Linked DNA regions of Rattus norvegicus: region 2 is linked to region 1. A link is a contact called in public Hi-C data. All regions are on one chromosome and are shown on one strand. Each heading gives the region's core, a stretch centred on a gene start, on an enhancer-like site or on the middle of the called end of the contact. The rest is flanking DNA. Distances are from core to core; before and after follow the strand shown. Region 1 holds the start of Msantd3 (Myb/SANT DNA binding domain containing 3). Region 2 holds the start of Cavin4 (caveolae associated protein 4).

Region 1 (5,774 bases), core at 3,141-5,640:
TTACACTGTAACACCATTCGATGTGCTCAACATGTTCATGAGGCGAGCATCCCGCTCTATGCTATCATACGCATGATCCATAGATCTCCCAGGGAAACTTTGGTTTCAGAAATCTTGCTCTGTCGTTGCCATGGGTCATCAATAGTTCAGACTTTCTAATATTTGAGCATTCGGACTGCCTCTCCTAGGTTATCTCTAACCAGAGGTGAATCTCCAGTATCCTCTGTATGACTCGCTTTACTTTTTTGTTTGTTTTTTAAACTTAAGATATGATTACATCATGCTCTCCCTCCCCTTTCCTCTCTTAACTTTTCCCACGTTCCCATCTCCCTTCCTTCCAAATTCATGGCCTCTTTTTCTTTGCCATTGTTACAGGTTCGATTGTATGCACGTATATGCATGGATGTATAACCAAACCTTGATAAGCGCATTTCAAGTTGCTCGTGTGAATGATTTCAAGGCTGACCGCTCCAAGTTGGATAGCAGTGCCTGGGCTCATCCCTGAGGAGAACTAATTCTCTCAATCTCAGCAGCCCTTAGTTGTTTGTACTTCTTTGTCTAGGGGTCGGGTCTCCTGGGATTTCTCCCTTAGGTCTTGTTTGCCATATTGTCGAGGTACCATGGGTGAAGGTTCCCTGTCATTTCTAGAAAACACGATCTCACAGCAGATTCCTGGGGGCTCTGATTCTTACAATCAATCTTTCTACTCTCTCCTCCACATTCCCTGAGCCTTAGGTGCAGTTGTGTGGTAAATGTTCCACCCTGGTCGGGTACCCTATGAACATGTGTTCTCTGCATTTTAACCAGGTGTGGCTTTCTATATTGGTTTGTTACACTTTTTTTTTTTTTGATGACGCATAGGAACATCATTTATTTTTACCTGAATTTATCCTAAATATTTTGTTCCAGAAATAGAGTCCTATTAATACAAGGATGTCAGCATACCTATCTTCCTATGCTAACCTTTGGTGAATTCTCCCACGCGTGCACTTGTGTCCCTTTATCTTGGGTGGTTGGTTATTTTGCAACTGGTGATCTCTGTCCTTTATGCCAGAACCACCTATTGGACCAGAAGTGGATTTCTAAACCAAAAGCAGCCAACACATATGCTGTTAGCTTGTCCTTGTTTGGAGCAATGGGCTCAGCCTGTTTGCTTTTTGTCTGGGTTAATATAAAGGGAGGGGACATTTCCACACTCACCGTAGTGTGGGGTGATGGTGATAGTGACGTCTGTTATGGCTAAGTGCAAGACAGTTAAGCGGAGGAAGCAGGCTGGGAGATGGAGGAGAAAGGGGCACATATATAGAGAAAGATGTGACAAGACAAAGAGAAGACACAGAGAAAATAAAGAAAGCAGGATAGAAAGAGACCCGGAAAGACACTCTGATAAACTGGATGTGGTGGTGTCCTCCTGTAATCCCAGTATGCTGGAGGCAGAGGCAGGATGCAGGGGAGTTGGAGGCAAGTTTATACTACATAGAAAGACTGTCAAACAAACAAACAAACAAACAAACAAAAAAGGGGCGGAGGGGAGAGGGATAAGCAACCTGGAACTAAGTAGATAAAGATTGGTCCCCGGTGGCTTTTAGATACCTGCATGTCTCCTGCTCATACTGGTTTTGTATTTCCAATTCGCCTCAGATTAAATAAATATCGTCCTTTGGAAAGTGTGGATGCGACTCCGTTGCTTGCTAGAAAAGCCGCTTTAAAATGGTTCCTAATATCCATTCTCAGTTAGGTTCCAGGGCCTTTGTCCCCTCAAAACAGTAACAGGCAGAGAGAGAAAGGAAACATCAATTTGCAAAGAGTGCACTGCTCAATTCTTACTCTTTCCTTCAGAAAACATTTGTAGAAACCAGCTGCTAGGTCGAGGCTGCGTGGTAAGCCTGGGCCAGAGCAATCAAGATCACCCTTAAAGCTATTCTCAGCTGACTGCAGAGTCCACTGCAGCACTCATACCCACTGTGGGAGTGGACCTCGATGTCCTGAGCAGGGCGGGTCTTACCAATACACTTTCCCCCAGAGAGCTTTGTTTATTTAATTCTGTGTTAATCTTGCTCTTCTGTTAAACTTTCCTTGGAGAAATTGTAATAGCTTTGCTATCGATATATCCGATAGTATTTTCTATTTACTAGCGCAGCGCTAAGCCCTCCACATTCACCGTTTCATCCAATTCTCTTGTAGCCTTATTAAGTAGGTGTTTCTCCACTCTACAGATGTTAGCACTTCAACAGCCATGCTAAAACCTTGACCAGGGGAAGTGTAGTTTACCTAGACAGAGTCAGATAAGGTGCAGGAATTGTGTCAGGGGTCTGAGTTGTTACCCAAACCACATTAGTTTTGAAGCTAGTCTTGATTTGAGGAGAAACGCCTGGTCAGACGTCTTCATGTGGCTTGTGCCAACCTTCAGCACTTTTAAACCAAAAGCACTGACCATTCACTGAGGTTTGACCTACCCTATCAGATTGGCATCATTAGCTCCCCCTCAAACCAGGAGAGCACAGACTCAAGGAAGATAAAATACGTCATGCAGAAATAAGTAGTCTATAGGTCCTCTTGGTGCATCTCCCGATTTCCCCACACTTTACTATCAATCAAACTCCCAATCTAAATTGATCTTCTAATTTCAGCCCAATAGCTTTCCTTTGATTGCGTCCTCATTTAAGATTAATATCTTTTTTCTAAAGGATTTATTTATTATGTATAAGTACACTGTAGCTGTCTTCAGACACACCAGAAGAGGGCATCAGATCTCATTACAGATGGTTCTGAGCCACCATGTGGTTGCTGGGATTTGAACTCAGGACCTCTGGAAGAGCAGTCAGTGCTCTTAACCACTGACCCATCTCTCCAGCCCAAGGTTAATATCTTTAAGGACTTCTAACCCAACATGAAGCGGAAGGCCTAAGTGCAAATGGTGTGTCATAAAGTTTGTTTGCCAGTCCCACCCTCCCCACCCACCAGTCAGTTTCCTGACTCTGAGCAGTTTCAAAGCTCCTGGGACACTAGACAAGTTATTGTTAACACAGGAACAAGAAAGCAGTTACAATCCTTAGTCTAGGACATTTTATAGGTGTTTCTGCCATCATACCCTGAAATGTTAGGTGTTTCTCTGTTTTTTGTTTGTTTGTTTGTTTGTTTGTTTTCACAGTCCAAAACCTGGACGATTACCTGTTTAAAGATTGCGGGCGACTGCATGTGTGGCTCATGCCTGTAGTTCCTGCATTCCAGAGACAGAGGCAGGGGGATGTGATGTTCAAGGTTATCCTCGGCCTCATAGCAAGTTTGAGGCTAGCCTGGGCTAGAGGCTAGCCTGGGCTAGAGGAGACCCTGTCTCAAAAGCAACAACAACAAAAAGTTACACATATGACCACATTACCATATATGATCCAGAAATTCTACTCTTAAGTATGTGTCCCGAAGAATTGGAAACAGGTTCTTTAGACAAATGCATGTCTAGGGGTGTTCAGAGAACCAGCTCACATTAGCCAAAAGGTGGAAATAATCTAGACTCCACTAACTGATCTGAGAACAGATAAGCAAATTGTAGAATACACATACCATGGTCATCCTATGCAGCCATGAAAAGCAATGGAGTAAGACGCATGCTACAATCTGGATGAAACTTGTCTGTAATCTTTGACCTGGCCAGAGTGACCAGGCCAGGTGAAGTCAGCCCATGTTCTCAGCTACTAGCTAGGGAGGCTAAGGCAGGAAGTTTGTAGGTTCAAAGGCTTCCTGGGATCCCAGAGCAAGTTCAAGGCCAGCCTGGGCAGCTTAGTGAGCACCACTGCTCACATCGTGTCCCCTGCCCCGTGCTCCAAAAAGACTCATGACTCCATTTATATGAAATATACAAAAAGGTAAATCTATAGAAACAGGAAAAAGATTAATGATTTTTAGGGACTAGGCAAAGGAGTGACTACGTAATTGGTGCGGGGGATGTGGAGTGGGGGGTCCTTCTGATGGAACTGTTAAGAATAAGGAGGTGAAGTGGTTACTGCTAACTATTCTAAGTGTAATAAGTGCTACTGGCTTGTTTACTTTTAAATGGCTGTCTTTATGCTTTGTTGAGTTTCATCTCGCTTAGAAAGAAAAAGTTTGAGAACCTTCTCTTTGCCCATCTCTGGGCTTGGAATCTTCTTAACGGATCTATGGCAAAAGAAACACTCAGGCTTCATCCTTGGGGGAGGGGTAAAGGCCTTGTGGGAAGAAGGACCCCTGTCCCCAGTTGTTTAAGCCTCCGTGCCTTCGTCGCAGCGCGCCTTGGGTCCCACTGAGTAGGCACACAGGGTCTGAGTCGTATCCTGAGGTCGGTGTACACAGCCCGGGTCCTTTGGGGAGGGGGAGCGCACACACCCTCTCAGGAGACACATCCCGCCGATTAGAACCACAAAAGTTGGCGCTGAACTCAGAGTAGGAGGGGGTGCCGTCCCCAGCCTCGTGGAGTCCCCGAAGAAAAGGGCTCGCGCTAACTCGTGCGGGTGACTGCCACATCCCGGGTGTGGGAAAATGCGTTCTTTTGTTGTTGGCGGAGACGGGCCCCCTTTCGCAGCTTCCGGGCCAAGGTGGGCAGCGCGGCTGGACCGCGGCTCGGGGAGGTGGGGACTGCGCGAGGCCGCGCTCCCGCCCTCCGCGGCGCCCACCGAGCGGCAGGCGGCAGCGGCCCGCGAGGGGGCGGCGGCGCGGGGCTTTGTGGCCGCGGAGCGCGCGGCGGGGCCTGGCCGGCCGGGGGCGCGCGGCCGCCCGGCGCCTGGAGCCCGCGGCCCTGCCGGCCGCCCAGCCCGCCAGAGCAGCCCAGGCCGCCGCGCCCGCGCCTCCGCTCCCCTCCCCGGGACTCGCGGCCGCCGCGCCGCCGCTGCAGGTAGGAAGCTGAGGCCGGGAGGGCCGCGGGCGGCCGGGAAAGCGGGCGGAGCGGGAGCGCGGGGGGCTGGCGGGCTCCCGGGCCGAGCCGCCGCGCCCTCCTCCCCGCAGGCCGACGGCCGCCTGCGCGCGCCGCGGTGCCCCGGGAGCCCGGCCGGCCTGCCGCGTACAAAGCGCCGGCGCGCGGGCCTCGCAGTCGCGCTGGAGCTCCCGGGACAAGGCTCGGAGCCCGGGGGCCGGGAAGCTCTTGGGGGGAAAATCCGGCAGACCCGGCGGAGCCGCGGTCCTCATATCCCTACTGTGTGCAGGGAACTGCGCTCGCCGCTTTTCAGTACTTGTCTCCATTGAGACCCCCTGCCTCCTCCAGTCCGATCCAGAGGTATAAAGGGCTGGGTCCTTCCTTCCGAGGATCTTAGGAGAAAATAGTGCATCACATCCCTGCCCGACTGACCTTGGGGAAGCTCCTTTACTCCGAGGCTGCCGGCTTGATGTTTCTATTATGGGGGAGTAGGGTGTGATGTAATACCTACCCCCAAGTACTATTGTAAGAGATAATGTGTGTCTGCTGATAGCTAAAATTAAGCACTTCGTGTCCCAGGCTCTTGGTCCTAAACAGTTGGCTTGAATTATTAAATAATCGCACTGGCATTGATAGCTCTGGCAGTCTGTAAATTGCAGGAAGGGGTTTTATGTTGGAGAAAGAAACAAGAATTTAGTCTCCAGTTCTGATTATTGAGAATGGATGTTTTATTGCTATGCTAAGCACAAAATGTTTTGCGGTACTTAGGAGAATGGCTCCAGGGTAAAGACACATATTTCCACACATTTAAAACTAGAGCTGGAATCATAGGGCCAGAGTCGTGTGGGGGATTTTAGCATGTCGGACCAGACCACGAGTGTGTACTTAGGAA
Region 2 (5,450 bases), core at 2,097-4,596, 130 kb after region 1:
GGGACGGGATGCCATAACAAACAATGACAACAGGAACAGAAGATGGGGAAAAGCATTTAACAGGCTCACAGCAGCGGCCATTCACCACAGGCTCACGGGTTAACCGCCTTCCTCTGGTCGTTCAGCCAGCACGGAGAAGTGTCTGGGCTTGGCTTCAGTACTGTTTGATTCTACAGTCCTTCCTCTTTCTACTGAGCCATTGAGAAGCAGAGAGGGCAGTGTCGCGTTGTGTGACGGCTGCACTGGGACAGGAACCAGACTCGATGTTGTCAAGGTTCAGTGTGTTTGACCCCTACCGATGGTCACGAGCAGAACTGACTGGACTGGGGCAGACATGTGATAAGAGGAGACCATTTAGGGCATTAGTAGAGGAAAGCCCCTACTAATCATGTGTGTGGGGTACAGGAAGAGTATACTGTCCCCACATTTGTGCCCCATATGGCCACACGTACTGTCATATGAGAATCACAGCTTTTCTCCACCCCTGTCCCTGAACAGCTTATTGTCTTGTATGTGGAATACCGTGATTACGTTCTTGGACCACACCATTAATTTTTTAAGGCACGCCTCTCCCATGTAGTCCATTAGGGGAAAGCTGTACATGCTTGGTGACCATTTCTTGTGAGGAATCTTCCTTTAAATGGATGTCCCTGCTACCCCGCTTACCTGTGAGTCATGTTTTCTTCTTTTATGCATGGAATCTTTATCTTTCTCAAGCTCCTAGAATGACAGTTTGACAGGGACTTTGAACATGTCTCGGCCAAACTTTTCACTGTATAGCAGGAAAAGGTCTGGTCTCAGGAACTTGGGATTCCTCTCGGTCATGGTGGGTTAGTGGCAGTTTGAAGCCAGTTGCTTGGTCTGTCAGCCAGCTCCCTCGTGATGAAATGGATGTGATCCCAGCCCTGTCTACACCAGACGATTTTTTTAAATAAGGATTAGTGAGAGAAAATCCACTGTAACCACCAGAAACATTATCATTAAGGCTTTTACGTTAAGGCAGAGCAGCCCTCTTTGAAACTGAATGAAAACATTAGAGTGGAAATTGGTTTTGTAATGGCACTGTTTCCAGGAAGGAGCATTTGCACAGATGGCTACTACTAATACTAGGTGGTTATTACTAACAGTAGGATCCAAACTCAAAGTGACCGGAATTCAACTCTGCGTTTGCACATTCCCTTGCAAGAGCTGACCATGCAGTCTGGTGGGTAGAGACAGGAATAGTTACACTGTCCTGAGATTTAATCTACATTAGGGCCACCTTTACTGAAATATAAGAGCAGACACCAGGAGGCCCTCACCTGTAGGGTCCCAGTTTCCTGGGTGGCTCTGTGGCGTGCTGCAGCCATGTGTCCTCCAGCCCTGCTTGACTTGTTTCCTTGACTTAGAGGACTCTGGTGCATCCTGTCTGAGATCACCGATGCGGTGCTACTCGGTCTCCACCAGCGAAGCTTTTCTCGTCGTTTTGGCTCAGTGAATGATGCTCAGGAAAAGTACTCAGATCAGCATCTTTTCTACCGACACTGAGATCAGTCACAGGCACTGAGGAGTTACCGGGCCAGAGAGGCAGATGTCCCTCTCAGAGTGTGTATCAGCAGTGTGTGAGCTCTCCCAACTCCAGCCACACAGCAGAGAACAGCCAGTCACTGTGCCTGTCCTCCTCATTATTAGTCCTGAACTAAGCGTCTCTTTCTTCTTTCTCTCACGGGGTGCAGTGTGTGAACTGTGTGGTACTTTGACTTCGTATAAACATCCTTAAGTGATTTCGTTTCTTAATTTCTGTGTTTCCATGCAACAGAAAATGCCCCAAGAACAACAGAGGACGACGGCAGAAGCAAAACCTAGGTCACTTTACTTCAGAGACTTCATCCAGGATGGTTTGAGCTGCTGACTTTTATATGCACACTGACCACGTGATGTACATTTATTATGTCTTTTTTTAAAGAATGGAAATATTTATTTCAGAGGCCTTATTTTTGGACATTTTTAGTGTAGTACTGTTGGCTCGTATTTAGAATATTCAGCTACAACAGTTTTTGACTGTTTAGTAGTCTCCGTCTTATGTTTTTAAATATGGAAATTGGCTCCACGGATTTGTAACACATGGTAATACTAAGACTTGCTCTTTATCCATGGAATGTAATATTTTTGCAGAGACGGATGGACCCACTTCATAGTCGTTATAAAGTCATACTTTCTTCCCCAATGACCACAGCAAATGACAAAGCATGAACTAAAAGTAAAGATGTTTACAGATTACTTTTCTTACAAAAAAGAAAAAAAATCTAGAGGACACTGTGTTTAAATAGATATTCAAATGTTTTTTGAGATTTAGTACCTGGTTTTTTTTAGATACTTCCCCTATTGCATGAGCTGCAAAGCTGTGTGTGTGTTAGATGTAACATATTTATAAGCTGAACGAACTGGAACTGACCATTTCTCTCTTTGGAGAAGTAATCCTAATAATTTTAAAAGGTACCTGGGAATTAACAATGGAACAGATCGTTGAAAATAGACTTAGATATTGTCAAGATAGGGTGTTTTAATGAGCAGATCGGGAGAAAACCTACAGTATCAGTTAAACTACTTTAATGCGCGTTCATTTTTAAACATTGTATCTGTTTTCATATAAATGTACAAATTGTATCAGTGTTTGTGAATACAACGCAGAAATAATTGTTGATGATCGGTGCTCTGAAAGCGAGCTTAAAAAATGACCTAAGACCTCTAATTCGAATCTGTCCTGCAGTAGCTCTATTAATAGATTGTTGGTGTTTAAAAGTCTGAGCTGTGAGTAGAATGTTATCGAGGTGTTTAATGTGTAGTTTAGCCAGTCAAAATTATGCATGTAGAATTTAAAGACTATGTTTAAACTTAAATATTAATTTTAATAATTTGATTTGGAAAAGCATGTTATAATATAATGTTTTCACTATACGGTCTTCTTTGTGTGCTCATTTCTTGTGTTCTTTGATGTTGGCCTGCGAGGGCTCATAATAGGCGAGATTACAGGACAGGAAGATTGCAGCTCAGAATTCTCTTTCCTCTTACAAATGATCTGAAGAGAAAAGCTTTATTCAGTGTTTGGAGCTACATGGCTTGTAGGCTTAGTATGAGCAACATAGTGGCTTCAGTGAACTCCTTCAGACAGCTCTCCCCTTCCACCCACACAGACCTATTTGAGGTCCTTAGTCAGTCGGCAAGCATGTTTGGAACCAGCCCCGGTGCTTTGCAAGGGCTCATGTTGCAGGGCAGTCACGTATGGGCACTTGTAGTTATAAATACTTGACCACTCTCCAGCGTGCGGTTTTCAGCCCTTTAAAGCAGCTTCGTTGCCGGCTACCAAGCCGACTTTTGGCTCCGAGTGTAGGAGCCGATCGCTGTAGGACATCTTCTGCTGAGAAAAAAAAGTAAAATGGAACACAATGGATCTGCTTCAAATGCTGGTAAAATCCACCAGAACCGATTGTCAAGTGTGACTGAAGATGAAGACCAGGACGCAGCTCTCACAATTGTGACTGTGCTGGACAGGGTGGCCACCGTCGTGGACAGCGTGCAGGCAAGCCAGAAGAGAATCGAGGAGAGACACAGAGAGATGGGGAACGCCATCAAGTCTGTCCAGATAGACCTGCTGAAGCTCTCACAATCACACAGCAACACGGGCTACGTTGTTAACAAGCTGTTTGAGAAGACCCGGAAAGTCAGCGCTCACATTAAAGATGTGAAGGCCCGGGTAGAGAAGCAACAGGTTCGAGTAACCAAAGTCGAAACCAAGCAAGAAGAAATAATGAAGAAGAACAAGTTCCGCGTGGTAATCTTCCAGGTAAGCTTGCACTTGGGGCCAGCTCGATGACCATAATCCCCGTCATCCTTTGCCATCGGGTCACAGGGGTTTCCAGTGTCACCTCCCAGCCACAGTATATGGGAATGTACTGAGCTCACCAAGTAGTCACCTCGGGAGAGAGAGCCATTTCTAACCACTGCTGCTGTCACCCATGGGGCAGGCTTCTTAATGGTCATGGAATGTGGACCCAGGCTTGTGGCTCAGGCTATTTCTTGCCTTTGAAACTCAATCCCGTCAGGTTCTTTCGGCATTTGAGTTCTATTAAGCCCAGTGACCCAGTAGACTTTAGAACGTTGGAACCAAACAGGTCCTAAGCAGTCTCAAGTTTAAAAACTACCTTTGCTACATAAAAGAAGAAACTGGGTGGGAGGGCGGTCAAAGGAGATGCAGTCCAGGGGTAGAACATTTGCCCATGTGGCTGAGACCTGTGTTTGATTGACAGCATCCCCCTAAAAGAAAACAAGTTAGGAACCAGCACCCCGGCAGCCATGGTTTTATTCTAAGAACCCAACTGGTAAATCAAAAACTCTGAATATAGTTTGTCCATTGGAATTTTTTTGTATTATTCACAATAAGAAAAGTTACCTGTTTCCACATGAATAATCGAGTCATTGTTTGTTTTTAAAATGTTGACTGTTTTTGTAAGACAGTCCATCCTGTAGTTCATGCTGATCTCACTATGTAATAATCCGGGCTTAGCCTCTCACATGCTAGGATTATAGACATGAGCCACAAGTCCCCCCTTAAGTTTTATGTTTTAATATTATTCTTAAAATAATGCAGGTATCGAAGTCCCATAGATAATTCCTTGCTCAATTGAAAAACCTTTTTATTTTTATTGTTTGCTAAGTTCCTATAACTGTTCAATAACTTTTTTTTTTAAAAACCCACGGCAAATGCATGTATATTTTTTAAGCTCTTGAATTAAAAAGGACAAGTTGGACTCCTTAGCCACATTAAGAACGAGCGATGACAGGAAGAGACGAAGCAGATGAGGGCAGAGTTCTTTGCTCACCTATTTAAACACTGCCCGTCTCAGAACTGTACATCCAGAGTGTGAAGGTTGGGGCAGACCCGCCTGTCCTGGTCTGCTCTCGGGAGAAGCGGTTGGCATAACAGTTTGGAAGACATTTTTGATAGTGTGTACTGTAAACATTAAACATTCCTAAACCTATCGGCCCCCGAATTTGATGTCAGAGGATTGGTTGTGAGCGTGAAGTCAGGAATGTGTGGGAATGTTCATCCATGCATACGCACAGCTATGTACTTTTAAAAGTGGAAGTCTGTGTGCACAGAGCCCTAGAAGAGTAGACACAACATGGAATATGGACATGCTTGATTGAAATATTGGACCTTAACCTTCATGTTCTTAGTGCATTCGGCAGTGCCCCAGACTCTCTGAGTGGTCAAGTTACGCTGCAATGGGCGAGTGGTATTTTTGGATCTGTTTTTAGGAGTTCACAGGTTATTTAGGGAAAAAAAATAGGGAATTTCAAAGATACAAGAGTAGACTGATGTCTTCAGAATTCCTTTCCCATCACTCTTTTCTTCTAGGCTCCTAGAGGCCTTTCTCTACGCTTATTAACAATGTCTCCTGACTTCAGGT

What was found. A called contact is a pair of places that touch in the nucleus more often than the background predicts.
Region 2: a Hi-C map of psoas muscle shows a contact between it and region 1, with 2.3 times the contacts expected there. The contact joins the promoter of Cavin4 here to the promoter of Msantd3 in region 1. A contact is called at or near these places in 3 of 12 Hi-C or Micro-C datasets (Schwann cells, mammary epithelial cells and psoas muscle).

Annotation. Positions count from the first base shown.
Region 1 is chr5:67,657,161-67,662,934 of GRCr8, forward strand. It overlaps Msantd3 (Myb/SANT DNA binding domain containing 3), which reads left to right and starts at 4,391. Exons shown (of 3, transcript NM_001108664.1): 1 at 4,391-4,484.
Region 2 is chr5:67,789,086-67,794,535 of GRCr8, forward strand. It overlaps Cavin4 (caveolae associated protein 4), which reads left to right and starts at 3,347. Exons shown (of 2, transcript NM_001107931.3): 1 at 3,347-3,823. The coding sequence starts at 3,416. Tmeff1 (transmembrane protein with EGF-like and two follistatin-like domains 1) reads left to right here. Exons shown (of 10, transcript NM_023020.2): 10 at 1,799-2,935. The coding sequence ends at 1,883.